4 separate regions of the Mus musculus genome follow, and all the other regions are linked to region 3. The links are chromatin contacts, called in public HiChIP or PLAC-seq and promoter capture Hi-C maps. All regions are on one chromosome and are shown on one strand. The core of a region is the stretch at or near the end of the contact, and the rest is flanking DNA. Distances in the headings are between cores, read along the strand shown.

What was found. Promoter capture Hi-C pulls out the DNA fragments that hold promoters and counts their contacts. HiChIP or PLAC-seq counts read pairs in DNA pulled down with a chosen protein or histone mark.
Region 1: a promoter capture Hi-C map of liver shows a contact between it and region 3, with 3 times the contacts expected there. The contact joins the promoter of Mfsd13a here to the promoter of Ndufb8 in region 3. A contact is called at or near these places in 1 of 39 promoter capture datasets (liver) and 1 of 115 datasets of contacts at active chromatin or transcription factors (pancreatic cancer cells).
Region 2: a contact with region 3 is called in a promoter capture Hi-C map of liver, with 2.9 times the contacts expected there. The contact joins the promoter of Elovl3 here to the promoter of Ndufb8 in region 3. A contact is called at or near these places in 2 of 39 promoter capture datasets (both in liver) and 1 of 115 datasets of contacts at active chromatin or transcription factors (embryonic stem cells).
Region 4: an HNF4G HiChIP or PLAC-seq map of pancreatic cancer cells shows a contact between it and region 3. The contact joins the promoter of Got1 here to the promoter of Ndufb8 in region 3. A contact is called at or near these places in 3 of 39 promoter capture datasets (the 3T3-L1 cell line, hippocampal neurons and pre-B cells), 5 of 484 Hi-C or Micro-C datasets (CD4 T cells, CD8 T cells and natural killer cells) and 2 of 115 datasets of contacts at active chromatin or transcription factors (pancreatic cancer cells and thymic regulatory T cells).

The regions. Positions count from the first base shown.
Region 1 is chr19:46,354,378-46,359,556 of GRCm38.p6, forward strand. It overlaps Mfsd13a (major facilitator superfamily domain containing 13a), which reads left to right and starts at 2,503. Exons shown (of 9, transcript NM_029186.2): 1 at 2,503-2,607. It also overlaps the pseudogene Gm24610.
Region 2 is chr19:46,129,539-46,134,121 of GRCm38.p6, forward strand. Elovl3 (elongation of very long chain fatty acids (FEN1/Elo2, SUR4/Elo3, yeast)-like 3) reads left to right here and starts at 2,361. Exons shown (of 4, transcript NM_007703.2): 1 at 2,361-2,635; 2 at 3,586-3,717; 3 at 4,463-4,583. The coding sequence starts at 2,532.
Region 3 is chr19:44,553,837-44,558,922 of GRCm38.p6, forward strand. It overlaps Ndufb8 (NADH:ubiquinone oxidoreductase subunit B8), which reads right to left and starts at 1,606. Exons shown (of 5, transcript NM_026061.3): 1 at 1,481-1,606; 2 at 1,095-1,221. The coding sequence starts at 1,565.
Region 4 is chr19:43,523,036-43,527,791 of GRCm38.p6, forward strand. Got1 (glutamic-oxaloacetic transaminase 1, soluble) reads right to left here and starts at 1,570. Exons shown (of 9, transcript NM_010324.2): 1 at 1,303-1,570. The coding sequence starts at 1,420.

The sequences.
Region 1 (5,179 bases), core at 1,253-3,752, 1.8 Mb after region 3:
CCTAACCTCTAGCACGTTCCCCAGCGGCTTGGAAACAGTCTCCCGAGCTCCTGAAACTCTGTAGCCAATGATGGCCTTGAGCTGATCCTGATGCTTCGGTCCACCAAGCGCTGTGACTACAGGGACAGCCACAACCATAGGCACTTTACCCAACATAGGGATTGACCCTGAGGCTCAGGTATGCTCAGTGAGAACCCTTCCAAACCTACCTACATTTCTAGTCCCCTGCTTTCTTTTCTTTCTTTCTTTCTTTCTTTCTTTCTTTCTTTCTTTCTCTCTCTCTCTCTCTCTCTCTCTCTCTCTCTCTCTCTCTCTCTCTCTCTCTTCTTTCTTTCTTTCTTTCTTTCTTTCTTTCTTTCTTTCTTTCTTTTACACTGCCTTCAGCTCCCAAGTGCCTGGACTACAGATGGGCTTCGTCATGTTCAGCTCTAGTTCTCCCTGTATGCCTACAAAATCCCCATAAGCAATGGAGCAGTTTCAACAAAAAGAAGGTCCCTTGGCAGAAAAGTCAAAAGAGGCACTCCTTGCCTTATATCTCAGGGTAGGTGTTTTAGGGTTTTACTGCTGTGAACAGATACCATGACCAAGGCAACTCTTAAAAGGACATCATTTAATTGGGGCTGGGTTACAGGTTCAGAAGTTCATTCCATTATCACCAGGCAGGCATGGTGCAGGAGGAGCTGAGAGTTCTTCACCTTCATCTGAAGGCTGCTAGCAGAATATTGACTTCCAGGCAGCTAGGAAGAGGGTCTTACAGCCCACATCCATAGTGACACACCTGCTCCAACAGGGCCACACCTTCTAATAGTGCCACTCCCTGGGCCGAGCATATACAAACCAACACAGTAGGGAAACCAAACAGATAGCAGCGGGTCCTATTTGATTGCTTAGAAACTGGACTGAGCCATACAGACTTGATTTTAAAGGTCTAGTAAGTGTGGAAGAGGAAGGACTCCTCTGAGACTCCAGAGAAGTCTGGTCTAACCTGGTTGGGCATCTGGTTGTATGAAATTTGTTGAAGGCTGGGCACGGTGGTGCACATCTTTAATCCCAGCCCTTAGGAGGCAGAGGCATGAAGATCTCTGTGAGTTCAAGACCAATCTGGACTAGAAAATGAGTTCTAGGGCAGCTAGTGCTGTTAAAGAGAGAAACACTGTCTCGAAAAACAGAAACAATTCATTGACTGTTTCTCTGAACTTCAGGGTTTTTGCTTGGTTGGTTGTTTGGTTGGTTGGTTTTTGAGATGGGATTTCTCTGTATGCCCTACCTTTCCTGGGACTTGCTTTGTAGATCAGGCTGGCCTTGAAAGCAGAAATTCACCTGTCTCTGCCTTCCCAGTGCCAAGACTAAAGGTATGTGCAGCCGCCACCAGCACCCAGTGGTTATTTTCATCTGTAAGTGGAAATAATAGCATCTACTTCCCATGTATAATTTGAGGAAGAGGCATTTGGAACGGTGCACCTATCCTGCAAAGTACATAATAGTAGGTGGCTGAGCAGTTCTTTTATGTGTGTGTATCGCCAGCCCTGTTTTTGTTTTTAGTTTGAGATAGGGTTTAAAGTGCCCGGATTGCCCTTAATTCACTCTGTATTCAGCACAGGCTAGCCTTCTATGTAGCAAGAATTACAGACTATGCCTTTAACCTCGGCACTCAGAAGGTGGAAATTATCAGATCTTTGGGAGTTCGAGGCCAGCCTGGTCTACATAGTGAGTTCCAGAAGAGCTAGAGCCACATGGAGAAACCCTGTCTCGTAAAACAACACCACCACCACCACCACAACAACAACAACAACAACAACAACAACAACAACAACAACAGGAATTTCAGAAAGGCACAATCAGGCATTACTTCCTCTTCTAATTCTTGTTTTTTTTTTTTTTTTTTTTTTTTTTTTTAGGTTTTTCGAGACAGGGTTTCTTTGTGTAGCCCTGGCTGTCCTGGAACTCACTCTGTAGACAAGATGGCCTCCAACTCAGAAATCCGCCTGCCTCTGCCTCCCAAGTGCTAGGATTAAAGGCATGCGCCACCACGCCCGGCTTCGTCTTCTAATTCTTATTACTACCACTACAAAGAAGTCGGGCAGCATGGGTTGTGGGTTAATGGCCAAGTGCCTGTGTCTACCATCTCCTGCCCTGGCTCTCCATTCCTTTGATTCCTCATGCCCACAGCTCAAGCTGGACTTTGCACTCGCAGGCTCACAATCCAGCCGTAGGTAGTCTCTGCTAAATTCTCATCTTCTGAAATTAGGATCGGGGAAGAGAAGGGAGAGTCCCCAAGAGGAACTTGCTTTGAGCTGAAATGACAGTTTTCGTGGAGGTAAGAGAGAGGAGATAAGTACTTCAGGAATCCAGGCAACCTGCCCCTGTTGCCTGATGCCCGTTTTCTTTTGGGTCCCTAAGGGAAATAGCCCATTACAAACATGGCAGCGACAGCCTCAGGCGCGGTCACCTGCCCGAGCTGCTATCGGGAGAGCCGTGCGGAGCCAATAGCTGGGAAGGGGCGGAGGGAGAGACTGGGGAAGCCCAAGGCTGCTAGCGCGCAGGCGCACTGGCTGGCACCTGGCTCCCCCGCTGCCGCGGAATTAGGCATCGTCTGCCAGGATTGCGGTGAGCTGCTGGCCCACGGCCCAGGACCTCTCCGGTCCCGGAGGAGCGGGCCGGACCCCGGGGCTGATCTGATACAAAGGACCAGCCCGAGGGTGGGGCGGGAATGCGTTGCGCTGTTTGAGTCATTGGGACACTTTGCGCGGTTCCTTAAGGTGCCAGATTATGGATTGGAAAATTCTGGGGTCAGGAGGAATTGGGACCAAGGGGCAAGTGTAGAATCCCCGCTGAAGGTCTCTGTTGGGGTAAGAAAAGGGGATGCACCGTCCAGGTTGCTCCTTGAGGAATCTGAGTTCATGGATGCAATGGTTCAGGCCGGGATTCACTCATTGACCTAGTGGCCCTTAAACCTGGTAGCAGAGTAGAACCACTGGATAGTTTAAAAGATGCTGGGCATCACCTCCAGAGATCCCAATTTTAGAGGTCTGAGCGAGGTCCGAGCCTAGGTGTTCTAGAATAGCTAGCTCTTCAGGTAATGTGCAAACGAAATGAAAACCACTACACGTGTTTCTGAGTAGAAAGCTCCTGGGTTGATTCCCAGTTAATTCCTCAGAGACTTAGAAGTGGCCAGCGATTCTGAGGTGAGTCGGCTCTGACACTTTCGTGCCACCATAAAATCCTGTGAAGGACCGAGAAAGTCCCTCTGGCAATGGGTGAAAACTCCATTTTCCATCCGAGGAGGGTGAACCTGTTAACTCGCGGGAGAGAGTCGGGCTCCTTCAACAACTCTCCTGCGGGCTCCTTCATTCTGCGGAGACTGACCAGGGAGTGAAACAGCTAACAATCCAGTCAGCAGCTTGCTGAGAAAATGACACGCCTAGTATTTGCTTTGTTATTATGACTTGAAATTCCACCTGCTCATTCGATACTGGCAGGACAGGCAGCAAACAGATTTGCTTTTTCCACAGACGTGGGAACAAGTTTTGTGGCTACGTGAGGATAGCGTTCATCCTTGACCCAAGCACTGCTGATACATACAGTATTACTTAGTAGTTTTTCCCCTCTGTGGTCTCTACAGGCTCCCTCCTGAAGGGAGTGGGAACCGCCTACCCTCCTCCTCCTGATAGTCTTCCTTCCGGGCCCAGCCGGTTACTCCTTGGTTTCCTCCCTCAATTGTACTCTGTCACCAGAGGTTGCTGCGGTTGGCCAATCTTTCCTGTTGTTAATCTCCCAGAAACCTTGGAGAGTGGACTGCTAGGAGAAGGATCTTGAAGTATCTCCGAAGGGCTCCTCAAGAGAGAAATGCTTTTGTGTCTCCTACCCTCAGCGGGTGTCTTCCATCTTGATAGAAGCTTGGTGGAGGCTTACAAACTCCCTTTTTAGTCTGGCCCCTTTTACTACTACCTGGGTCACATTCTGCCCTTGTTTTCTTAGCTTGGTACTGTGTCCTGGGTGAAAGGGTTGTAACTTACTGCTGGCTTTTACCAACACTGCCCTCGTACATCTGCAGCCTCAATGCACAGGTTTGCTATAGGGTTCGAGGTTGCTACTGCTTCTCCAAACCCCACAGCCAATCAGAGCACCTAGAGTGGGCTGTGGGTGTTTGTTTTCCTGTGACTGCCCTTTGTAAGGCAGAGGACACCCACATTGGCCTTGGGGGACAATGGACTCAGCAGGTGTTGAGCAGAGGCTTGGGGGAGGGATCTGCAGGAGGAGTGGCCTAGCCTTGTTCTTGGGCTCTTGAGCTGGAGGGAAATAGAGAAAGCACTCATTCCCAGGATGCAGGGGGACTGGAAAAGGTAGACAATACCTGATTGGGCGAACCTGGGGGGTATGAGGACCCTGGCGAGGGCTTTGAGGGAGCAAGATTTCATAAGATTGTGGAAGTGGAGCCGGGCAGTGGTGGCGCACGCCTTTGATCCCAGCACTTGGGAGGCAGAGGCAGGCGGATTTCTGAGTTTGAGGCCAGCCTGGTCTACAGAGTGAGTTCCAGGACAGCTAGGACTGCACAGAGAGACCCTGTCTCAAAGCAAAAAGATTGTGGAAGTGGGTGCATGGTGAAATGAGAGGTGCCAAGGTTTGTAGCCAGAACCTGTTTAGAACGTCTTGGTTAATGGTCATTACCAAGGCTTTTAGAGTGCAGTTTCTCATTTGCTGTGGACATGACCATAAAGAAAAATTCCCATGAGGTTTTTCATAGGCTACTACCTGTTGGGAACATTTGTTTAAAAAAAAAAGAACTTCTTGGTTCCAGCACCTCATAGCTTGCGACTGTGGGCCAGTTATTTACCTGATCTCCGGGCTTTGCTTGCGTCTATAGACTGTAGATGGGAATAGGAAATGCACTGTGAAGGGTTCACAGCCGTGGATGTGGAAGCCAGGCCTGTCCTGAAGGTCTCAGAGCCAGCACACAGTCACAGCCAGACTTCGGGTTGGAAGGCAGCGCGTGAATGGAAGTGTGGAGGTGGCATTTAAAACAGAATTGGGAGGGTGACACATAGGAAGGTCTGAGAGGCATCCATGGTGAATATTGCAATGTGGTGGCATACACCTGTAATTCCAGCACCGGAGAGGCAGGAGGATTGCCGCAAGTTTGAAGCCAGCCAGCCCTTGTCTACAACAAAGACTTATAGAT
Region 2 (4,583 bases), core at 1,111-3,610, 1.6 Mb after region 3:
GTCTCCATAGTCTCGTACACATATATTTCCTTTTTTTTTTTTTTTCTGAGATAGGTCTAACATAGCCCAGGATGGCCTCATACTGATGTAGCCAAGGATGACCCTGAACTCCAGACTCTTCTTTCTCTTGCTGGTATTCCAGGTGCACATGGCTGACTTATGCATATATTTATTTTTAATTATTATTTATTTTATGTGTATGGGTGCTTTGCCTGAATGTATGTCTGCGTAGTGCCCGTAGAGGCTAGAGGAGGGCATCAGATCCCTTGGGACTAGAGTTATAGACAATTATGAGCTGCCATGTGGGTACTGGGAACGGAACTCAGGTCCTTTGGAAGAGCAGCCAGTGCTCTTAATCCAGCCCTAAATATTTAATTTTTAAAAACTGTTTTGGGGGCTGGTGTCATGGTTTAGTGGTTAAGAATGCTTTCAGAGGGGGGCTGGAGCGATGGCTCAGCAGTTAAGAGCACTGACTGCTCTTCCGAAGGTCCAGAGTTCAAATCCCAGCAACCACATGGTGGCTCACAACCATCCGTAATGAGATCTGATTCCCTTTTCTGGAGTGTCTGAAGACAGCTACAGTGTACTTACATATAATCAATAAATAAATCTTAAAAAAAAAGAATATCAAAACTGCTGTTTTTCTAATTTGTGTGTGTGTGTTGTGTATATATTTGTGTGTGTGTATGTGGTGTGTGTATGTGTGTGTGAGTATGAGGTGTGTCTCAGTGTGTGTGTCTCAGTGTGTATATATGTGTGTGGTGTGTATATGTGCGTACTATGTAGTGTGTATGTCTTTGTGTGTCTGTACATGTGTGTATATGTGCATGCATGTGGTATGCTTATGTGTGTGGTGTGTGTGTATATGTGTATATATATGTGTGTGTCTGTATGTGTGTGCATATGTGTGTATGTGTGTGCATGTGTGTGTGGCATGTGTGTCTGTATGTGATTCTGTGTGTACATGTGTGTGTATGTGGTAGTGTGTCTGTGTGTGTATGTGGTGTGTGTGCCTGTATTTGTGTCTCCATGTATGTGTGTGTGTATGTGTGTGGTGTGTCTGTAGGAATTATTTCTTTGAGACACTCAGTCTTTCAGTGAACCCAGGGTTTGTGATTTTCCCCTAGGCTGGCAGCCTGGAAGCCCCAACAGTCTTGTCTCTGTTCCCACATACAGTGGGCAGGACAGGGTGCAGGCTGGTTATGGGGTGTTAGGTTCTGCACTCGGGTCCTAATGCTTACACGAGTGCTCATAGTCACTGAGTCAGCTCTTCACCACCTCAAATAGTTCTTAGTTTTCTTTGCACTTGTTCTATAGATCCCCATCTCCTCTCAACTGTTTTCAAGCCTTCTGGTTTTCCTTCACTTTCTTAAAGCCAAGAAAGAAACAAGGGACAGCCAGGTAAAGGCTTCCCAGTTTCTAAGTATTTTTTGTTCACTGGGACTAGATGCCTTGGTGAAGGAGCAGATTCAATTGGATACGTTCAGACTGGGAAGGGGAACTGTAAGCCTAAGGAAGTTCACTGGGTCACCACCTACTTTAAACCCTTCCAGGCTTCTCCTGCACCTGAGGACAAGGAGCCCAGAGGGTGACCCCATTTTTCTCTCCAACATTTTTACTGGGCGTCAGACGAGACAGTTCCGGAAACTATAAAGAAACTGTAACAGCCTGAATTGCCGCCTCCTCAAATATTAACAACAACAACCCAACAGTAAAATTCATTACATCCATTCCCCTCCTCCTACAAGCACAGATCCAAAGACAGAAGTGGTCAGAGCCGTCTTCCTTATGGTCCAGCTTGGTCTTCCTTATTCCAGCCTGGGTTTCCCAAGGAAACTGTCGACCCCATATCTGGAAGTGTGCACCAGAAGCCAAGAGTCCCTCCGCTTGCTCGTCAGGGCCAAGTAGGTGAAGATTAACGCAAAAGGAGGCAGAGGCTACAGGTGACTGTGTCAGAGGTAGACTGGTCTGCCTGGGTACTCGGTGAAATCAAGGATTGGGGCGCGGGGGGGGGGGAGGGGGGAGGGGGTGTGCTTATGAGTCAACCTAGAGCAGCTGGTGGAATTTAGAAAGAAAGAAAGAAAGAAAGAAAGAAAGAAAGAAAGAAAGAAAGAAAGAAAGAAAGAGAAAGAAAGGAAGGAAGGAGGCGGGTGGGGGGAACGGATTTGGGGCAAACTTGGTTCTTAGGGGAGGTGCCCCTGAGACTGATCAGTCAGAGAGGAGGAGGTCCAGGGGCGGGACAGAGATGTCCCTTGGCTAAGATTGGATAACTGCTGAGGGCGGGAGCTGGCCTTGCACCGCCTGGGTTCCCAGTTTAGTAATTGGGGATATATATACGGCAGGCACGGTCACTGCAGCGCGAGCGGGCTGGTTAGCAGCGCACGTGCCAGGCTCCGGGGCCCTTCTGCTTATACACAATTTCTTTCTGTCCTGGGTTTCTTCGTCCCTGAGACCCACTCCATCTTCTACTTCTTTGGCTCTCGCCCAGCTCCCTACCCCAAGCTCTGTAACTCGTCGTCTGCAAAATCGAAATGGACACATCCATGAATTTCTCACGCGGGTTAAAAATGGACCTGATGCAACCCTATGACTTCGAGACGTTTCAGGACTTAAGGCCCTTTTTGGAGGAGTACTGGTGAGACCTGGTGATGGGGAAGGACCAACTGCTTTGAGGGAAATGGAGACAGGGAATGAATGCCTGTAAAGTCTCCGACGACGCGCCCGCCCCGGTACTAGCTCCGATTCCCCTGCCCCGCCCCCTCTTTTAAGATACCCCTTTAAGAGATTAGCTCTAGAAGAAAGGGCTCAGAAATGAGAAGTTGGAGAGAGGGATGTGGGAGGAGACAAAAACAAAGGGAAAAAATGGGAACTATAGCTGAGGAGAGATTGACCGGAATGAAGCGGTTTTTTTAGTTGACTCTCAGAGAGAGACAGAGAGGCACACACAGACACAGACACACAGACACATACACAGACACACACACACACACACACACACACACACAGAGAGAGAGAGAGAGAGAGAGAGAGAGAGAGAGAGAGAGAGAGAGAGAGAGAGCCCGAGAGCCCAAGCGAGCCTTCCTGTGTGGGCACCTAGGATTAGCGTGTCCCACACACAATTATCATGTTCCCTTAGTGTGTCATCTTCTCTGATGTCAAGATAACACAAAAATGGGAACCCTGTCAAAGCTTTCCTGAGGCTTTCTGTCTTAGCCCTAAATCGTCCCAGACGTGTTTGGTGGGGTGACTTTGTTGTTCAATCTCGTCTTGCCATAAGTCAGTCAGATGTTGCTACACTATCTTACACCACAGGTTTGGACAGAGTAGTTCTTGGCTGGGGGCAGACAACTGTCACCTTCATTGAGACCTCATTGACAAAGTCATAATTACAGAAATCTCAAATGTGCCCTGTGCTAGGTACTTTAGATCTGTGAATACTGCCAAGGCACCCCACTACCCCATAAAGATAAGGAAACCAAAGCATCATACTGCTGAAGCTCTAGTATAAAGGAGCCCCTTTGGGAGATGAGCGGGCATTCTTTTAAGCAACGCCCACTGTGAATCCATCTGTTTTCTGCCCTCCAGGGTAAGCTCATTTCTCATAGTGGTCGTCTATCTGTTGCTCATCGTTGTTGGCCAGACCTACATGAGAACGCGGAAGAGCTTCAGCTTGCAGAGGCCTCTCATCCTCTGGTCCTTCTTCCTGGCAATATTCAGGTAAGTTAGTCCTCCACCCCATGCTCTCTGCCTGTTCTTTAGTCCTTACATCTCCATTTTACCCTGAGGGTTTCTCAAATCCTCAGCCACGTCGACTTCTTTTCCATAGTACCTGGGTTTTCTCTCTTCCTTGAGCCCAAGGCTATGGTCTCTGTTCTGTTCCACCCCTCTTTAAAATGTTTACTTTAAAAGATAGTCTCTTAATCTGCACCCCAGACTGCTCTAATAGCCCACTGTGTAACCTAGGCTAGCCTCAAATACCACAACCGTCCTGCCTCAGTCCCCTGAGTTCTGGGAATACAGATGTTAGGCTCTACCCCATTCCTCTTGTGCTCGGGAAATCTATACGGCCGACAAAATTGTCTAGCCTTAAATATCTCAGTTCCCAAATTGCTCTTCCAAAGCAATCGAAGAGCATCAAGTTCCCCAGCCCCTCCTTTACCACGTCCTTCTGTCTCTTGCCACTTTTTCCTTCTGACTGGCAACCCACTTCAAGAACCCTGTGCTTAACTTTGACTTTCACCTCTCCCCCTGTATCCACTGGCTTTTTCTTAACCCATATCTCATGGAGAATACTTGTTAGATCTACCAGATTGGCCCCGGGAGCTCAAAAGCTGTAGCCACACTCCCCTCGGAAGGGTGAGGAGGTGATAGAGAGTTGGTTCCGACGTGGATGTGGTTGGGTCAGGTTCACGCCTGGCCATCCCCTAATCCCTTCATACCTTTGTGCATGGTCTCACTCCAGTATCCTGGGTACTCTGAGGATGTGGAAGTTTATGGCAACAGTGATGTTTACAGTGGGCCTCAAGCAAACCGTGTGCTTTGCCATCTACACGGATGACGCCGTAGTCAGATTCTGGTCCTTT
Region 3 (5,086 bases), core at 356-2,855:
AAAGATCAGAAACAAATCGACATATATATAACTACATCACTTAGAATAGAAGAACTTGCCCCCAAATCAAGATGTCTTAGCACTAAGCACAGAACCAAAGAGGTCCAAAATATAGTTAGAGGTTATGTCAAATCCTGAAACAATATGGCCTTATCTTCTCTTACAAAGAAAAGTCACACAACTCAGAACTAAAGGGAATTTAGCAATCAACTACACCCATATTGGTTGGATAAAACAAAATAGGTACACATTAGAAAAGGCTTTTCTTCTCCATAGCTACTATGTTTCTTAACCACAAGTTGATGTATACCCTCATGCTTCAAACACCTCCTTGGAGGTCTCCCTTAACTTGGTTTTCCCCCCTAAAAATCCAAGGTCACCTTATACAGACTACTGCCCAGGCTGTTCTAGTCCACAACAAAGTAAAAAACAGACAATGGAAACTGGACACGTGTCAAAAAAATGATTGGAAAATAAAAAGAAAAGAAAAATGCTAACACAGGAAGTGACGATGATGTTTAACCACTATTCATAATTAACTTTGTTACAGGGGATAGATAGAGGGCCAGAAGGGACTAACACCAACTGAAGAATGAAGGCTGACATGGAGTGTAATCTGCTTAACCATCAGTGACATTTTCATATGCCTAATGGCAAAAAACAAACAAACAACCCCCTCCCCCAAAAAAGCCAGACATACACAAATATAGAGTACCCCAACCTCAGCAAGGTTCTCAGGACAGGGGTCCAGCTCCCGCCTGGTCAGCACCTGAGCCCAGCAGATGCTCAATCTAAATGAAACGCAGTGCTCTGGATGGAGCCATGGAAGAATCTCACTATTCTGGAGTCCTCGAGGGAGCTATGATAACCTCGGCTTCCTCATTTGAGCAAACAGCCTGAGCCAAGCAAAAAAAATGGAAGTCTTCTCGGCTGCAGCGGCTCAGCCACCCACTCCCACCTCCCCCAACCTAGAAAAGCACCCGCACTAATGACTCTGAGGGGTCACTACAAGGATCCGGGAGAAAACGCCTGGGTCGCACCACCCAATCCAACCGCCTTCACCGCTCCTGACCCGAGTCCTCTACCTCACTCACCCCATGCCATCATCGGGGTATGGCTCGTAGTCTTCCACTCGCATGTTATACTTCTTGGCGGCCGCGGCGCGTTCCTCTGGGGTCCTAGGATATGACCCCGGCAACATGTCCTTGGTCATATGGAAGGCTGGACGCAGAGGGATGCAGGTCAGATGGACACGGTGCTTTAGGCGCCCACCCAGAAAGGACTAAGCCGCAGTGACTGCAGAGGCTGTCGTTTCGCACCTTGCCGGACTACAGCAACCCTGTATCCCTTCTTTGGGCACACGAATCCACCGCGACCTCCCACCCCTTACCCCCAGCCAGGACACCTCCGCCACCGTCCCAAGGATGCCTCCATCCCGAAGCAGTAAACTTCAGGCACCCGCTTCCCACACCGTGCAGACCTCTCCGTGCCTCCAGTGGCACCACGCCCCGGGTTGTCCTCTGCAGCCATCGGACTCCCAGGGCCGCAGCCCGGGCGGCAGCCATCTTCACCTTCTCCGCGGTTCACTCTGCACATGCGCAAAAGCGGGTCACGGTGGCTGAGTCGGGCCAAACGGCGATCTCCGAAGCCAGCGCAGAAGTCCCGGCATCAAGCTGGGCGGGCTTTATTTAAATATGCTGTAGAGCCTGGACGGTGAGCGGCTGATGAGGTGCCAGGACAGACAGCAAGGAGAGAAAACAAAGCTACTGCTTACTTGATATTGCAAGTTACTGTATTCCTTTTCGCCTTCAACCGACTGAGGCCCTTTCGGGGCTGCGCCAGCCGAATATCTCAGACCGCTGTGCAAAGTAAAACCAGCCTTCTGTCCTCACACACAGTCCTTTTTCACATTTAGCTCTTGGTTTTGTTTGATCCTTTCTCCAAATCTCTTTCCTTATATACTCAAAGTTGTCTCAGTTCATCTAAATGTCTCAATCACCTCAACCCAACAAATACAAAAACCAAGCCGATTACTGGAGGCGGCTCGCCTGACCCAGCCCCAAACCTCCCATTTTTCAGGAAAAAAAAAAACAGATTTCAAACAGAAAGACCATAATTAACAAACTCTTAACACAGACTGGGAGACATGTTTGCATACTATTAAGTTTTCGTTTTATTTGTACAAGTAGGGTTTGGATATATTACACATTTTGAGTATGCACGTATTTCCATCAACTCTTTAGACACAATTACTGTAATAGAATCCCTTCTCAAATGTATACCAGATCGACAAACACAGGCGTGTACTATTCAACATATAGATTTGGGGAGGCCTACTGCAGTGCATTTTATCCTCTTGTAGTATCATTAGACATCATCAGAATTAATTTGACAGCATCTGCATTTAACTAATAGCAAACCCTGATCTCATGTTGCTTAAAAGCAATGTTGGTATAGGTTATTCATTTGTTTTTTTTTTATATTGTTTATATAGAACATAGCATATTCTTTTTTAAGAAGAAAATTATATGTATGGGTGTTTTGCCCACATGTGTGTTTGCACTCCACATGCATGTGGTAGTGGAGGAGACCAAAGGGCAGCAGATCCCCCTGGAACTGGAGTTTCAAAGAATCCACAGTTACCGTGGATTGTTGGCCTTCATTCAGGTGCTGGGAATTGAACGCTGGTCCTGGATCCTCTGTCCTCTGGAAGAACAGCCAGTACTCTTAACCCCCGAGACATCTCTCCAGCCCCACAGTGTACTCTTATGTGATGGTATATGCCTTTTGTAAAGTCAACACTTGAGAAATGAAGACAAAAAAAAAAAAAATCAGGAGTTAAGGCCAGCCTGGGCTACATAATGAGTCTAAGGCATATCTGGGCTATGTGAGACTGTGGCGGGGGTGGGGTGGGGGAGAAGTGTATAATGATTTTTAAGTGTATATTACAAACGTGTGTGACTATTACTTCTATCTAGATCTAAAACATTTCATCACTGCCCCAGAGAAATCTCATACCAATTAGCATATTCCTCTACTTCCACACATTGGCAAACACTAATCTACTTTCTGTTTCTATGTTTTTGCCTAAGCAGTATGTGATGGTGTGTATATGCTTGGCCCAAGGAGTGGCATGATTAGAAGGTGTGGCCCTGTTGGAGTAGGTGTGTCATTGTGGGTGTGGCTATAAGACCCTCATCCTAGCTGCCTGGAAGCCAGTATTCTGCTAGCAGCTTTCAGATGAAGATGTAGAACTCTCAGCTTCTCCTGCACCATGCCTGCCTAGAGGCTGCCATGTTTCTGCCTTGATGATACTGGACTGAACCTCTGAACCTGTAAGCTAGCCCCAATTAAATGTTGTCCTTTATAAGAGTTGCCTTGGTCATGGTGTCTGCTCACAGCAGTAAAACCCTAAGACACAGTATATGTATAAAAATGGAATCTTCTTATAATATGTGGACTTTGTATCTATCTTCTTTCTCATAATGTGAATATATCCCAATATATATTAATATATCATTTTTATGAATAAATGATAATCTACTGTACACTCTGTACATTTACTATTTAATGGACTTTGGGTTGTTTCCAATTTGGAGTTGTTGTGAATAAAGTTACTGTAAAATGCTAGTACGCATCTTTTTATGAGTTTACATAGCGTATTTTTTTTTCTTTTTCCTATGAGTTTGTTTTGCTCTTTGGTCTTGTTTGTTAGCTCCTTGAGGCAAAGGTTTCACTCTGTAACTCAGGGTGTCCTTGAATTCACTTTAAAGCTCAGAATGGCCTCAAATCCAAGTCCCTCCTGCCTTGGCCCACCAAGTGCCCGGGTTACAGGGACACACATCATTTCAAGCTTGGATGTATGTTTTCAATTCTCTCGGCTACATCCTTAGAATAGATCTGCACACTGGGGATACCTTGTATGATTCACTTACTGAAAATCTCCCAGATTGCTTTTCAAGGCAGCCGCACCATTTCCTATTTCTCCTGGCAGCTGAAGAGCCAGCTCCATGTCTTCCTGCCCTCACTAATGCTTGCTACTGACTTCTGTCTTGACTAGTCCCGTGGATGTGGCTGCATCTTTCTCGCTCTGATTGGAGACCAGGAACATTTGAAAAGGATGGAGAGTTGTCTTTTACATTTCCAGACACTGAGAGCTCCAAAGTTGAGGGGGTCCACTCATGGTGACGGTCTCCTGGAATGCTATTTGGTGGCAAAAGGCACAAGGTCACATGCAAAAGCATCAGTTGAACTCCCAGCCTCAGGCCCTTTTATAATGGGGACCACTCATTCATGAAAGTGGGGCCCTGTGACTCGAACTCCCCCCATTAGGCTTTGCCTCTTAATACTTACATGGGGGGGGTACATTTCCAATACACATCTTCTTAGAGGAGCACAAGTAGGCTACACCATTATCTCGCTTTTATTTGCTTAACTTGGATAAGTAGACCGATGTGTACCAAGGAGAATGAAAAACTAAAGATAAAAATGGGGTAGGGTGGGAATAGGTTAATCTTCAAGTTGATGGCATTTAGAATCAACTGGAAATAAACTTCCGGGCAGCTGGGGGGATTTTTCCAGATTAAGTTAATCAAGGTGGGGCATGTTCTAAATGTAGGCAGCACTGTCCCATGGGCTGAGTTGCTGACTGAATAAAAAGGGGAAAGGGAACCAAGAGACAGCTTTTATCACTCTGTGCTTCTTGACAGTGAATGCAATATGAGCAACTCGCTCAAGTTCTGGCCACCATAACTTCCCGCCTTGGCAGCCTGGCCCTGAAAACTGTAAGCTAAAGAGACCCCGCACATTGTTTCTGTCAGATGTTGTTGTCGTTGTTTTGTCCCAGCCTTCAGTAACTAATACAGGAGGGAGGGAAGGATTCCTGAGACCAGTAACATGAACATATGCTAGCTGATGTTAATGACTGGACTGTATGAGAAAGGACTCAAGAATCCACTTACCTTTTTTTTTCCCCCCTGTTGATTCTTTTCTTTCTGTGAAGATCTCACCACTCCCCATGTGCCTAGGCTGGCCTCAAACTCCTTCTGCTCCTGCCTAAACTCCTGAAGTGCTTGAAATTTTGGCC
Region 4 (4,756 bases), core at 320-2,819, 1.0 Mb before region 3:
AAGAACCTAGATGAAAGAGAGCGAGCGAGCGAGCGAGCGAGAGAGAGAGAGACAGAGACAGAGAGACAGAGAGACAGAGACACTAGGGCTATATTTGCACATCCTCTCTAAGAACCTAGATGAAAGAGAGCGAGCGAGCGAGAGAGAGAGAGAGAGAGAGACAGAGAGACAGAGAGACAGAGACACTAGGGCTATATTTGCACATCCTCTCTAAGAACCTAGATGAAAGAGAGCGAGAGAGAGAGAGAGAGACAGAGACAGAGAGACAGAGACACTAGGGCTATATTTGCACATCCTCTCTAAGAACCTAGATGAAAGAGAGCGAGCGAGCGAGCGAGCGAGAGAGAGAGAGACAGAGACAGAGAGACAGAGACACTAGGGCTATATTTGCACATCCTCTCTAAGAACCTAGATGAAAGAGAGCCAGCGAGCGAGAGAGAGACAGAGACAGAGAGACAGAGACACTAGGGCTATATTTGCACATCCTCTCTAAGAACCTAGATTCTGAATCCCCTTAACGTCACCCTCTGCTTCAAAACAACTCCATTTCTTCTTTCTAACCTTCTAGCGCTTTCAGTTCCGGTTGGTTCCCTGCTGAGAGCATCAGTCTGCTCACTCTTCTCTCCTCGGCTGGCCTCTGCACGTGGCCAAATGCACACCAAGCTCTGTAGAGCTTCAAACATCCAAACAGTGATGACGAAGTCGCCGGAGGCTCGAGTTAAAGGGCTTTAGAAACTACAACACAAACGACCTTGGCAGAAGGCTAACTTGGTTCAAGGCAAATGATCAAGAAATGAAGACCCAGATGTGTGTGGCCTGAGATGCATGGGCTTCGCCTCATCTGCTCCACTCTGAGAATAAACCAAACCTACATCTTCCCCATGTGGGTTAACAGGCTTCCTAAGTGGCGTCTGCTACTCGCTCAACCCGGACTACAGCTCCATTAGGCTAACAGCTCTTTCATTCCCAGTTCCAGTTGACCACGAGACGCTAAAGCTACCATACTTCTCTCTCCTTACCATCCCCATCGTTGCTTTAGAACAAGTACTATAAAGAACACTGGGTGGAGAAACAAAAACAACATTTGTGTCCCAGATGTTACACCTGTTCTGCGTGACCTTGAACACCCCCTCTTTCCAAGGACTCTGTATCGCCATCTGCAAAATGGGTAGGTTGGTGATGTCCTCGTGGTCCCAACCTTCTCTCCTCGGGCTCCTCTCAGGGAGACACAAACTAAATCTCAGCTCCTCCTACGCCCACCTCCCCCCAGGCTGCTCGCATTCCAAGGCACTGCATCCTTACCTCCCACGCCGAGGTTAACCTTGCGGGGATCTGGATCATCCCGGAAGTCCGCAGTGAGCTTAAAGACCAGAACCGGAGGAGCTTGCGGAACCTGGGCAAAGACTGATGGAGGCGCCATCGCGACAGAATGTGCCGAGACCTCGAGAACGAGCCGGGAGCAGCTCTGTGCGGTGCGGGGTCCGGTGACTGGAGGAGACTCTCACCTTCGCCGGCGGGCGGGGCAGCCCGCGGCTTCCAATGGTCGAGCCGCGTCCGGAGCTTGGCAACGCGCTTAACCAATCACAACCTTCCGACTAAGAAGGGTTAGGCGGGGCAAGCCTCTACTAGCCAATTCGAGAAGAGGATCTTATCGGAGGCTTGTATGATGCAACCAATGCAATGTACACCGGAGGAGGTGTGGGCAGAGGCTAGGATGATTGGCGTAGCGTGTTCCAATCGCTGAGGCTTTTATTCCTTGGGGTGATGAGGATGGTGCGGGTGGCGGGAGTCCCCAGAGGACAACCTCCTGACCTTCTGGGGCCTGGAGACCTGGGGCGGTGGCCCGCCCGTGGGGAAAGCAGAGAACAGGTCTTTCTGTACCCGCTGAGCAGGTGACTGTCGCCGCCAGGCTCCGGCGGTGCGCACGTTCCTGCGTTGGCCAGGCCCGGCTGACAGCCAAGTGTCTGGCACAGGACTCTAGTGGTCCGCTTGGACACACTGTACCCAATCGTGGGTGACCTTGACTGTCTCCACTCAGTGCTTCCCCAGAAAGAAACCTGGATGTGTTGTCTTCCTTGATCGCTGGCAGGGGAGACCCTGCAGAAAGTAAGGGATGAGCACATACTAGCTTGAGAATTTTAACACCAACCCCCAGCCCCGGTAGATAACCGGGGCCGGGAAAGCCTAGCCCTAAAGGACCTTGAAGGATCTAGCGAAGCCTCTCTCTGCAGCATTCCTCCCACGCGTGCTGTCATCATCGATTGGCACACACCCAAACTGCTGCTTCTTTCTGTCAGGTCAGGCTGCTCCTTCCCCTGAGAGTCTATTTCTGTCCAGATCCTTTCTCCACCTGTTGACCTTGAAGATTTCACATCTGTCAGCCATCCATAAAACCTCTTAACACGCTGTTTGGTTAGACATCTCTCTTTCCTGTACTTGGGCGTTTTGTTGTCGACGTTACAAGTTTAGAAAGCCTCCTGATGAGTAGGAACCTAACTCTGGAGCCAGGCAAGTTAGGTTTAGATGCCGGCTGACTCTGACCTACTTGGGCAGGCCTGTTCCTGCTCTGTAAGATGGAGATAATAGTGTTTTCCTCCAGGTTGTTGTGGGGATTAGGTGAGTTAAGACACATAAAGTGTTTAGTTGCATACAGTAAGTGCTCTCTAAATACTAGCTTTGTTATGGCGCAGGGTCCACACCCCCTCCTAGATGGCATGATGCTTTGCCTGGGATCTGGCAAACCTCCCTCCGTTTCTTCCACTACATATTCACCCAATGCTGGAAGGCGCCAATTCCTTGGTATTTTGCGAGAAAACAGCATCATGGCTTCCTTTGGGTAACATGATAAATCTTCACGAGTTTTCGGTTCAGAGGATAAACAAAAGCCATCGAACTTTGAGCACTACTTGCTAAGCTTTTCTGTCTTTTTCTTTCCAGAAACATCGCCTTGTTTTTGTTTTGTTTTGTTTTTTTAAGGAAACTGCCCAAAGCATTTCATTAATGTTTTCCCCTAAGAGTCACAAGCTAATACGGAAGGTCCATCGGCTGTGCACTTTGAGTACGTCCAAAAATCACAGCCGAAGGGCAACTGGGGAGGGGTGTTCTGCAACCTAGCCTTCCTAGAATTTAATTTAGAAGTGTCGTCTTCACAACGTTAGGCAACAATGTCATGGTCACTCCCTGCGTCATTCCCAGGGAGAAAAGCAACCCTAGGTTACCTAAACACTGTTGGTTTGGCTAAGAACAAATAAATATTTCTCTGTGTGTGTGTGCATGTGCTCGCCTGTGTTCCTGTTCAGTTAGAGTTACGTACACAGCAGCACATATGTGCAGGGGTAAATATGTACATGTCTGCAACTGGGTGTAGGGACCAGAGGTGAATGTCAGGTGTCTTCCACAGTTGTTTTCCACCTTATTATTTAAAACAGGGTCTCTCACTGAACCTGGACCTCACAAATTCTACTAGACCCTCAGGTCGATGAGCACAGGAGATACAAGCATAATGGTCACTATTGGCTCGCACATGTGTGCTGGGTTCCAAACTCAGATTCTCAGGCTTGTACAGCCAGCACTCTTACCAGCCAAATCGCCACCCCAGCCTCCCAATAAATGTGTATTGACGGTGTGCACAGCTCCACAGTCAAACCTGTGGCGATCGGGTACTGCATAGTTTTATGTCAGCTTGACACAAGAGGAGGGACTTCAGTTGAGAAAATGCCTCCATAAGATCCACCTGTGGGACATTTTCTTTATTATTGATTGTGGGGGAAGGGCAGAGCCCACTGTGGGTGGTACCATTCCTGAGTGAGTCATAGGGAGCAAACCTGCAAACAGTTCCCCTCCATGGCCTCTGCATCAGCTCCTGCCTCTAGGTTCTAGCCCTGCTTGGGTTTCTGTCCTGAGTTACTTCAGTGATGGACTTTGATGTGGAAATATAAGCAAAATGCACTCCCCAACTTGCTTTTGGTCATGGTGTTTCATCATAGCATTAGAAACTCTAAGACAGGTGTGGACAAAGAAGAAGGTGCTGAGTACAGCCGTTCTTCCTGTCCTGTGCGTACAGCTGAGTTTTAGAGGATTGGCAAGGTAGGGAAGGATGCCTAATTTATATAGGATTTAAATGTCTTCTTCCCGCCTCCTGCCCCCAGGAATGTGAAGTTCTTGGATTTTGCATTTAGAACGCTTCTGTCTTGAACCGTGCAGGCTACCCCCTGAGGAAAATACCGAACTTGAAATAAACAAAATGCCTTCCAGGTCGTTGCTAATTTTAAAGCGTTGACTTAGAATTGACTCAACACTGCCTCCTTGCTGAGGAAATGATCCAAGCAAAAGGCTTATGGAGAGGCAGCCCGCAGAGTGCCCAGGGAAAGGGCAGCTGAGGTCAGAAGACAAAGAGTCTGATAAACCTCGTCGTCGTCTACCGACAAGTTTCTAAAACTACTCAAGGAGAATCCTAGTGTCTCCTTTCTGGCTCCCACCCCACCCCACCCCACCCTCACCCTCATCTCTTTTCTTCAAAACACAAAATAAAACTGCAAAAGAGGGGTTGGGAAGCCACCCGGCAACAGCTGTGTCTGGATCATTTCCAAGAGGCAGAGAGTCGGTGGCAACTGTCCGGGACTCTAAGCTAAGCCGCACCTGATTATTTCACTCCATCTTACGCCTCAGTGCCCAGAATGTCTAAACTTAAGAATAAGTTGGGGAGGGAAGAGTTTATAGCACTTTGGGATCCTCATATCTAGGCTACTTATATGTG